Linked DNA regions of Mus musculus: region 1 is linked to region 2. Evidence: chromatin contacts called from public Hi-C data. All regions are on one chromosome and are shown on one strand. Each heading gives the region's core, a stretch centred on a gene start, on an enhancer-like site or on the middle of the called end of the contact. The rest is flanking DNA. Distances are from core to core; before and after follow the strand shown.

The links. A called contact is a pair of places that touch in the nucleus more often than the background predicts.
Region 1: a contact with region 2 is called in a Hi-C map of bone marrow-derived macrophages, with 24 read pairs. The contact joins two enhancer-like sites. A contact is called at or near these places in 1 of 15 datasets of contacts at CTCF or cohesin (large pre-B cells), 8 of 484 Hi-C or Micro-C datasets (the C10 cell line, CD8 T cells, bone marrow-derived macrophages and 4 more) and 7 of 115 datasets of contacts at active chromatin or transcription factors (CD8 T cells, T-cell acute lymphoblastic leukemia, bone marrow-derived macrophages and 4 more).

The regions. Positions count from the first base shown.
Region 1 is chr13:30,832,657-30,837,281 of GRCm38.p6, reverse strand. All of the region lies in intron 23 of Exoc2 (exocyst complex component 2), which reads left to right. Among named protein-coding and RNA genes, the nearest start is that of Irf4, 86 kb to the right of the region's middle. Within about 2 kb of position 2,726, at least 87 of the 459 cell types and tissues checked have an H3K27ac peak or open chromatin away from gene starts, as enhancers often do. A contact at or near this core is called in CD8 T cells, T-cell acute lymphoblastic leukemia, bone marrow-derived macrophages and 1 more, where this site is marked.
Region 2 is chr13:30,567,549-30,572,240 of GRCm38.p6, reverse strand. No RefSeq gene overlaps it. Among named protein-coding and RNA genes, the nearest start is that of Uqcrfs1, 25 kb to the right of the region's middle. Within about 2 kb of position 1,865, at least 14 of the 459 cell types and tissues checked have an H3K27ac peak or open chromatin away from gene starts, as enhancers often do. A contact at or near this core is called in CD8 T cells, T-cell acute lymphoblastic leukemia, bone marrow-derived macrophages and 1 more, where this site is marked.

The DNA.
Region 1 (4,625 bases), core at 1,477-3,976, 260 kb before region 2:
TGCTATGGCTTGTGTTTTTATATTTGCTGAGAAATGGGTCTACCAAAAAAGAAAGTCTGGCAATTCCTGTTTTGTTTTTATTAGAGGTAGTGCTGCTTGTATATGTGAGAGCCCATATGGGACAGCACTGAAAGTAGACTGTTGAACAAGGGTATGCTTTGGGTGGGACTGGAGCCCCGATGTCCAGCTGCTCACTAGATAACTGGCTACACATACTACAGAATAGTGTGTGCAGTGACTGAGCACTGTAGCCCAGCATGCATGTGCACAGTGACCACATTCTACAGGTTAGTGTGTGTGTGTATGTGTGCAGTGACCATACACGATAGCCCAGCATGCATGTGAGCAGTGACCACATGCTAGAGGTCAACGTGTCTGTATGCCCTTATAGTTAGGCAAGGGCTGCTACAGTCTACTGGAAACCCTACTTCCCATCCTTATCCTGCCAGTGCATGTGGAACTACATGTTTGTATGCATGTGAACATGTGAAACATCAAATGGTATACAAAGGGATTATATAGTTCATTATGTAGTAGTTATACTTTATTTTAAGACTAGAAAAACTCCTTTGAAAGATCTTGACAGTGATAGATTTTTAGTGAGAAGTAAAGATACCTCTTTCAAATACACCTGCATTTATTTCTTAGTATGACAGTTTCTCAGTTATGAAAGTCAGTAAATCTAAGGCAGCAAAATAAAGTGGACTTAGTCCTAGACCTTCAGCTTATTTAAATATTAACTCCAGCACACTTCTCATACTCTGCAAGTATGAAACCATCTATTGTGTTGCTGTTGACTGAATTCCTGTTCACTCCTGGGAGAGGGTTCTGCTGTTTTTTCCTATATCTTTGACCGTGGAAATGTATGTTACAGTGGAGCTTTCTGAATCTAGACCACAGCCACCACAATATTCAGACCCAGTTAGCACTGCAAATATACCATTTGACACGTTTTATAAAATAGGCGTTTCTGCATTTAGATCATGTTATAACTTTAGGTGTAAATATACTTGTATTGAGAGGGTTAAAATTTGTATACCTTTGATTTGAACAATCCTATAGACTTTTAGGTTGTACCTCCTGACAGCAAATATGATGTTTTAATCACCGTGGGGAGCCATGAACAAGTCCTTCCTTTGGCAGAGCTATCAGGGAGAGTGAAGGCATTGCATTTCTTTGGCATTAAAAACCTGCATTGAGCTATTGCAGATCACTCAGGATATATCTAGCAGAGAGGATATATCTAGCAGAGAGGATATATCTAGCAGAGAGGATATATCTAGCAGAGAGGATATATCTAGCAGAGAGGATATATCTAGCAGAGAGGATATATCTAGCAGAGAGGATATATCTAGCAGAGAGGATATATCTAGCAGAGAGGATATATCTAGCAGAGCACCGGGAAAGCAAGCTTCTTGTGAGGACAAAGAGCAGCTCAGGGGCTGGAGTGAAATAGCCACTTGAATCCACATGTGTGAAGGAAGATTGCATCGTAAAGAGTCAGAAACAGAATCCCGTGTATGAAATGAGGAGCTGAGCCCTCCTCTATCCTCTTGCTCCCCTTGGATTGTGTGTCTTGTCCTCAGAACCATCTCCGAAAGCTGTTATCGAAGCTCTACAAATAAAGGCTCAGGCAGGTAGACAGCCCCTGGGGAGCCAGAGGCTCACTCAGATCCACCACCCTGCCCTTTCTACGTAACCTCTGTCTTCTGCCATTGGATCCACCAGTGCAGAAGCAGCACTTTGTGTCTTTAATACTCTCAGCAGATTAGTGGCTTGTGCAAAAACATAGGACTCTAGAGACAGACACTTGTACCTGGATTCTTACTGTGGAAATGGGGCTTGACTAATTCACAACTGTTGACTTCTAGTTTTCACATGACCAAACTTTTTAATATCTAGATTGATCCTTTGATTTAATGACTAAAGTTACAACAGTGGGCCACTCCTTCATATGAAAGATTAGTCTATGGAGCTGGATGTTGAGGATGAGGCTCACACCCAGTTCTTTCTCTGCCCCACAGTTGGTTCCAGTGCTGGGGCACCTCACTACAGCTCACTGCTCTCATAAGCCCGAGAGCAGCTCTGCACCTTCTGCACACGGGTGCCAGGCCATGGGCGGGCTCCTCACATGGGCGGGCTCCTCACATGGGTGGGCTCCTCACATGGGTGGGCTCCTCACATGGGCGGGCTCCTCACATGGGCGGGCTCCTCACATGGGCGGGCTCCTCACATGGGCATGCTCCTCACATGGGCATGCTCCTCACATGGGCATGCTCCTCACATGGGCATGCTCCTCACAGCTGACGTGTTTTCCAGAGTCCACAGCTCAGTAGCCTGCTACCCAGCAGTGCTTCCAGCCCAAGCGTCAGGTTTCAATCTTACAATCTTACTGAAATAATATTTTCTTTAAACTGGCCTCCTTGAGATTTTGAAAATTGAACAGTTCCTATTTATGCAATATTATGTTCAGAGTGGTAGTTTACAGTGTGAATAAAAACTCTCATTTGCATGGAGAGAGTGAATCTTTTTTGTTGTTACTTTCACTTTTCCAGTTAAGACTGCTTTCTAATGAAAGGCTTGATGAGGGGATGAGAGAGGGGTGTGTGTGAGTGTGTGTGTGTGTTGGTGTGTTAATGTTGTGTGTGTGTGTAGTTAGTTGAGACAGAGTAGTTTTAATGTGTCAGTTCGTGTTAATTCTGTCTCCTTTGAAGGCTGAAGTTCAGGATGTCAGGGTTATGAGGAACTGGCTGACTCGTGCGCTAATGCTGCAGACTGTTCTGTGACATGCGCTGTTGATGTGATCCATGGTTCCTGTAACACATCACGTAAACTGCTGAGGAGAGGCTGGGGACTTGCGTCCCCCTTGCCTATTTCTAAGTCTTGAAAGCTGTTTTTCTAAACAGCTTTTAATAATAAGGCAGTTTATTGATACTAAGTTCCACTGAATTTTATTTATATGTATATAAAAGTAAACCATGAACTCATTAGTATTTTCATTGCTGGTAATACTTTGTTTTCTAAAGAGTAGAGTTTTCCTATGAAATCCACCATAGTGATCAGTAGGACCACATTTTGATACAGGAAAAGTCCTGGTATAGAAAACAGCACTATAGAGGCAGAAGTTATTATTCACACACTCACAGTAGGGCCACCTTGCCCCTGAGGATACAAGTCAGTATGGGAATGTACACCAAAACAGGGAGACCTGTACTTCCAACAGAAATTTGCTTTCTCCATTACAACAAAAGCTAATTGTATTATGTGATATTTAGGCTTCTTTGTCTGTTATGCCAATACTGATAAAGTTTCTGACTATCTTTAAAAAAAAAAAAAAAAAACAGGCAGTATGTGTCTTTAGAGTATAGTTGAATAGATAGTTTACTTAAAAAGAAAAAAAAAAAAAAAAAACAGCCCAGGCTTCTTTCATGTAATGTTTCAGTTTGACAATTTTAAAAAGTACATTGTGGGATATTTATAGTATTTTTCGATCTATTTTTGTCAGTAGACTAGGAGTGCTAACTGATTTAGGGCACAGGGGTTAAAAACAGGAAATGTGGTGTACGAAGTAGGTTGTCTCCAGACTTTCCAATTTCTTGAAGTATTACCTACCGGGGAGTGCCGGGTTTCAAAACAACACTAGCAGAGAACTTTGAGTTTGTCCATAGAGAAGCAATGTCTGTTGTGCCAGGAAGTGGTTCACGGGAAGGAAGGTCTGCATTCTTGGTATGGCTTCACATGGTACGGCATGCTTTCTGTAACTCCTTTTGAGACTCCAGACAGGCAGAGGAGTGAAAGGCTTGGCTTCGTCCACCTTTACATTTTGCTTAAAATGCTACTTGATTTTTTTTTCAATGAAAAGTTTTGTCAAATTGCTGTTTAAAAGTTTTCAATGAACTGTTGAGTTGGGACATGTTGTAGCACCAGGCAACCCATGGTTAAAATGCATGGAGAAGCAAGACCTCTGTTTCCTGTGGCCTTTTGAATGACAGCTTGGCAGAATCTACCAAGACTGAAAACCCTCCAACGCAGCAGTTCCACCTCTAGGTTATCCTATTAAAATAAAATGAGCTAGGTGATACATCCCTGTAGTCCCAGCACTCGGGATGCGAGGAGGGGGATTATTGCAAATTCTGGACCAGCAGGTCTACAAAGTACATCTACATGTGTACTATATGAGCTCAAACCTATGACATTTCTGGAAAAGACAGAATGGTAGGGGTTTGCGGGGAGAGAAAGCAAGCAGCTTCAAGGTTAATGGAGAAGGAGACATCCATGAGAGAGGCAGCAGTGACGTTTCAGGCACAAAGACTGTCACATCACTGTAGTGGTGAGCATATTCCACTAAGCCGACAGAATGTGCATCTCCAGCAGTGGCCCTGTTGTGGGCCCTGGCCTCTGTTGCTAGGGCCATCAGTGTATCAGCTGTACCCTCTAGTGATGCGGGTGTGTGTGAGCGGGGCAGGCAGTGGGAAAGCTGTACTTGCCTGGGAGGAATCTGTCCTGAGTAGGAGCAGGATTGCATGGGAGGCTGTGTATTTCACTTGACATTACTAAAGGCCCGGCTTGCCCTGAAAAGCAGGTTGATTTGGTTTGTTTGTTTTGTTTACATTTGTTTCTTAAAG
Region 2 (4,692 bases), core at 616-3,115:
TCGACAGAGAGAGAATTATATTAGCAATGTGGCCAAACCCAGCAAAAACAAAAACAGGCCCTCTCTCACATGCAGATCACAGCTTATACTATATTGTATGTGTATAAATGCATGAGCTACACATGAAGTATAACCTAAAAACTAGAAAGGAGATGGAGAGGTCATAAAAAGAGATGCCAAAGAAAGGAAAGAATGGTGGAGGGACCTGTGTGATATGAAGGTGGGAAGGAGACTGGGGAGGGGAGGACACAGAGGAAGGAGGGGGTATGAGCTGGGGACAGGAATCAACTAAAACAAATGCCATTGTGACACCTAACACTTTGTTTTTTCAAGCCCAGCCACACACAGGTCCGGTATGTACACATTCACAGGTCCAGGGATGACAGCATCACCCCACCAGACAAGTCCCACTGATGAGATTCAAGCACACATTTGTTTTCATCTTGAGGCCTTGGGCTTTGTCTTTCCTTCTCCCTCCTGTCCAAGCCCTGTGTTTCTCAGGGCAGAATCTTTCCTTTTCAGCTCCCAATATTGAGGTTTGACATGGTCCCTTCCTTCCCCACATGAGACTCACATTGAATTACAAGTCACTTGTTGGGAACAGAAACTGAGCTCTGAAGCCAAAGATCATCATGAAGAACTTTTTTTTTTTTTTAATCTTAACATGTAATAAGATTCCGAACCCAGATCAAAAAACAGTTCACTGAATCCATACTGAGAGTAGAGAGCCAAGCTACCACTGCAGGAGGGCAGACGGACACCGCACGAGAGAGGTTGCAGTTTTTTGCTGGGATCTGCAGTGCACAGGGACCTTGGCAGGAAGGCCTGCATGTGACCAGTACACACGGAGCAGCTTAGATGAACTGTGCCCTTCTTCACTAGCTGGGTTTGGGACATGCCTACAAAGGACCATGCTTGGTTTAGTCCATTACTGCATTGCTGACATCATCTTGGCAATCTTAATCATTTTTAGACAAGACTTCCTCATCTCCATTTTGTGCTAGACACCTCCCCCCATCAACTGGCTTGCTGGTCAGTCTAGCCTTTGGGGGGAGAGTACCATTTGAAGACTAGCCTATCCTGGTCATTAAGTGGCCTGTTCTGCTGATGTGAAACTATGGCCTTTGCCAGCTCCATTCCTAACACAGATTTCTAAAAATGAAAAAAAAAAAAAAGTTCCCTTAGTTGGCCTTAGTTGGTTGACATAGCAGCCCAGTTATCTGAGGGATTCTCAGTTGGATTGTCTCAATCAGATTGGCCTGGGGCTGTGTCTATGGGGCATTTTCTTGATAACAGATGCAAGATTGCCCATTCAAATATGGGCAATCCTGGCCCTGAGGTGTGGTCCTGAGTTCCATAAAATGCTGGCTGAGCAAGAGCCAGAGGGGCAAGGCATTTCTCTGGTTTCTGCTTCAAAGTCCTGCCTTGGATTCTTGCTCTGGTTTCCCCCGGACGGACTATAAACTATAAGCTAAAATAAGCCCTTTCCTCCCCTGAGTTGCTTTGAGTTGGTGTTTTATCACAGTGGCAGAGAAACAAGTGCAAACAAACAGCCTTATTTTTCCTTCTTGCCGTCTAAAGCTTAGAACCCACAGGCTCCAGATAGTTTTTCTATATCTTCACTGAGTCCAGGACTTCCAGCATGACCTGAAAGAGGTCAGAGCACTGCCTTCTTTGGGGAATTTGAAAATGCCTTCTCATTTGGCTTATTATTATTATTTCTTATTGCAGGTTAGTGTCTGCTTCAGATCTGTTTACATAGAAATGGCTTCTGGGAGATGCTTTGAAGAGTATCTAGCCACATATCTGTCACTGACCTCAAAGTCATCCTTAGCCAATGGCCTTCCCTGTTGCTAACAGAAACCAAGAAGCCCATTGGCTAGTGTTTTCTTGAACTATGTTTGCACAGGAGCTTCAATACAACCACAGTCAGATGCTTGCCCTCTGGGAAACACATTGAAACACCCTGAATTGTTCCTTTGACAGGGAATAGGAGGGAGAATTGCTTTCCAGGTTTGATGATGACAGTACTGTGAAGGTCACTCCCGGGCAGGTAGAACTTAGAAATGCAGTACTCCCCAAAGCACTTGGGCCCCAAGGCACAAAGTTGGGTATGCACTCATGTAAAGCCTCCAGGCCTTTCTTCATTCCCTACTGAGGCCGAGAACACTCTCACCTCCACACGAGCTCTCTCAGTGGAAGGAAGGCTAAGCATAAGCCAACAGTGTGTAAAGCTCCCAGTGGGCTCGGACCCCTGCCCTGATATTATCTCTTAGAAATACTGCCTGTCATTTGCGCAGTCACCAGATCATAAGTTCATGCAACGCCCGTGCACAAACTGCAAACTTTTTATGTGTCTCAGTGATATTTAAGTTGAGAAGGCAGACAAGGCAAGTGATAGGCACAGCCAGCTTGGCGGGAGTGACCGAGGAAAGGAAGAAACCCCATTGATGGGACTACAAAATTAGGCAGCTCCCTTGGAAGATAAATGTCAGGGAAAGTCTCACTGAAGATGTGAGATGGATTGGCCTCCAGCACATGTGCCTGTTTGGGTCTGGCAGAGGAGGGCACTCTTGGAATAGAGATAGTAGCAGCTGATCCTGGAAGGGACTGACTTATGTATGGTCCCCAAGAATGTTACCAGAAAGACAGGGAGTCCTTCAGGGCCGGGTAGAAGCTTTTGATTAGTATTAGAAGTATCATGAGGCCATTTCTCTGCTGAGGCAGCCACAGCAAGGTAACGAAGCGAATGGATTATGGTTTCAGACTGTATCAGAGGGGCAGAAGACTAGCTCCAAACAGATAATCTAGGTGTCACCTGCAAAGGGAGGTGCTGTTGAGGGTGTAGGTGGTGTGGATATGGAAAGAAACATATTTGAAGATGGGGCAGGGAGTAGTAAGACATAGGTCTTAGGTTTCTAGCATGGGAGACAGTATTACTTGAATCTATTTCCAGAAAAAATGAAATATTTACATTCAAGTCCAAGGTACGCTACAATAAGTTAAAATGTGGTCTTATTTGTTAAAAAAAAGGGACTTCTCACATGTTTATTTATTTCATTTTATTTAAATAAAAATTAGTTGATTAAAGGGGACCACAATGCAATAAGATAGATGATCTTATAGCACAAGAAAATTCAGAGACAGTTTCTGGCACCAGCAAGTTGCCAGGCTGGAGAGAGCAAGGGCTGTGCAGAGTGGGAACTGTTAAACAGGAGTGGGGGTGTGGTCAAGAAGCATCACTGGGACCCCCATTTCTAGGTATTGAGCAGTGGCTTAGCAAGGGGAAAATTCTATAGGAAGGCATCAAAATCTGGAAATAAAGCTTAGTGGGTGGAGAGCTTGCTACAACATGCATGAGGGCCTGGGTGTGGATCCTCAAGACCCATGTGAAAAGCTAGACATGGCTGTAGGCACTGTGTCATCCCTGGGTTGATGTAGGGGAGACAGGAGGATTAGTAAGTCTGCTGGTATTTTCCCTGTTCAGTGAGAGACCCTGTCTCAAGGACACAAGGTGGGTCTGAAGAAGTTCAGGGCATCTGATGGCTTCTTCAGATCACCACAGATGCAGAGAGAGGGGGGAGGGGGAGGGGGAGAGGGGGGGAGGGGGAGAGGGAGAAAGAGGGAGAAAGAGGGAGAAAGAGGGAGAAAAAGGGAGAAAGAGGGAGAAAGGAGAATTTCTTTAAAAAGAGCAAGGAAACCAGTCACAGGAGTCAAAGTCAGGAGGAACATATGGCCACAGCAGCAAGCCCATGAGAAGTGGACACTGTCCTGGTGTCTGTGGACCATCTGAGAGGGTTCTAGCCAAACAGAATGTCACCCTGCTCCTCTGAAGTAGCCAGAAGCCACCACCTGAGAGACAGGGACTGCCTGTCACCTTCTCTGGACTTACTGAAAGCCCAAGATGGCTCAGAGAGTCTTACACGCGTTCTCGCGACCGGCCAGGAAGAACACAGCAAATTTATTGCTTACATCTTCAGGAGCCAGAGAGCAAGAGAGCAAGAGAGCAAGAGCAAGAAAGCAAGAAAAAGAACAAGAACAAGAAAGCAAGGGAGAGAAAGCAAGAGAAAGAAAAAGAAAGCAAGAACAAGAAAGCAAGAGAGAGAAAAAGCAAGAGCAAGAGAGAGAACAAGAGAGAGAGAAAGAATGGCAAAACCCCGTCCCTTTTAAGGAGAATTATCCTCCGCCTAGGACGTGTCATTCCCTGATTGGCTGCAGCCCATCGGCCCAGTTGTCATCACAGGAAAGGCAGAACACATGGCGGGAAAACTGCCCCTGCACGTGTGCAGATTATGTTTACTACTTAGAACACAGCTGTCAGCGCCATCTTGTAATGGCAAATGTGAGGGCGGCTCCCAACAAGAGAGTAACAGGCTCTTGCTTTCAAGTCCAGTGACCTAAACTTGATCTCTGGATTGAGGGAAGGAGAGAACTGATCCCTGCAAGCTGTCCTATGCCCTTTGTGCATGCGCTATGGTGCGCTACCCCAGTAAATAAACAAAGGGAAAACACAAATGACTGCCAAAAGGAGTTAGTGGAGCTGTTTGTAACGACAGCCCTTGCCACAGGGGCAGGCTAGACAGCTCAGCTCCATGATAGTTGATTTTAGACCCAGCCCCTGAACTTGAAGAGCGAGAGGTCTTCCTCATCTTTTCTCTTTTACTCTCTCAAGCTCTGAGACAATCAACCACA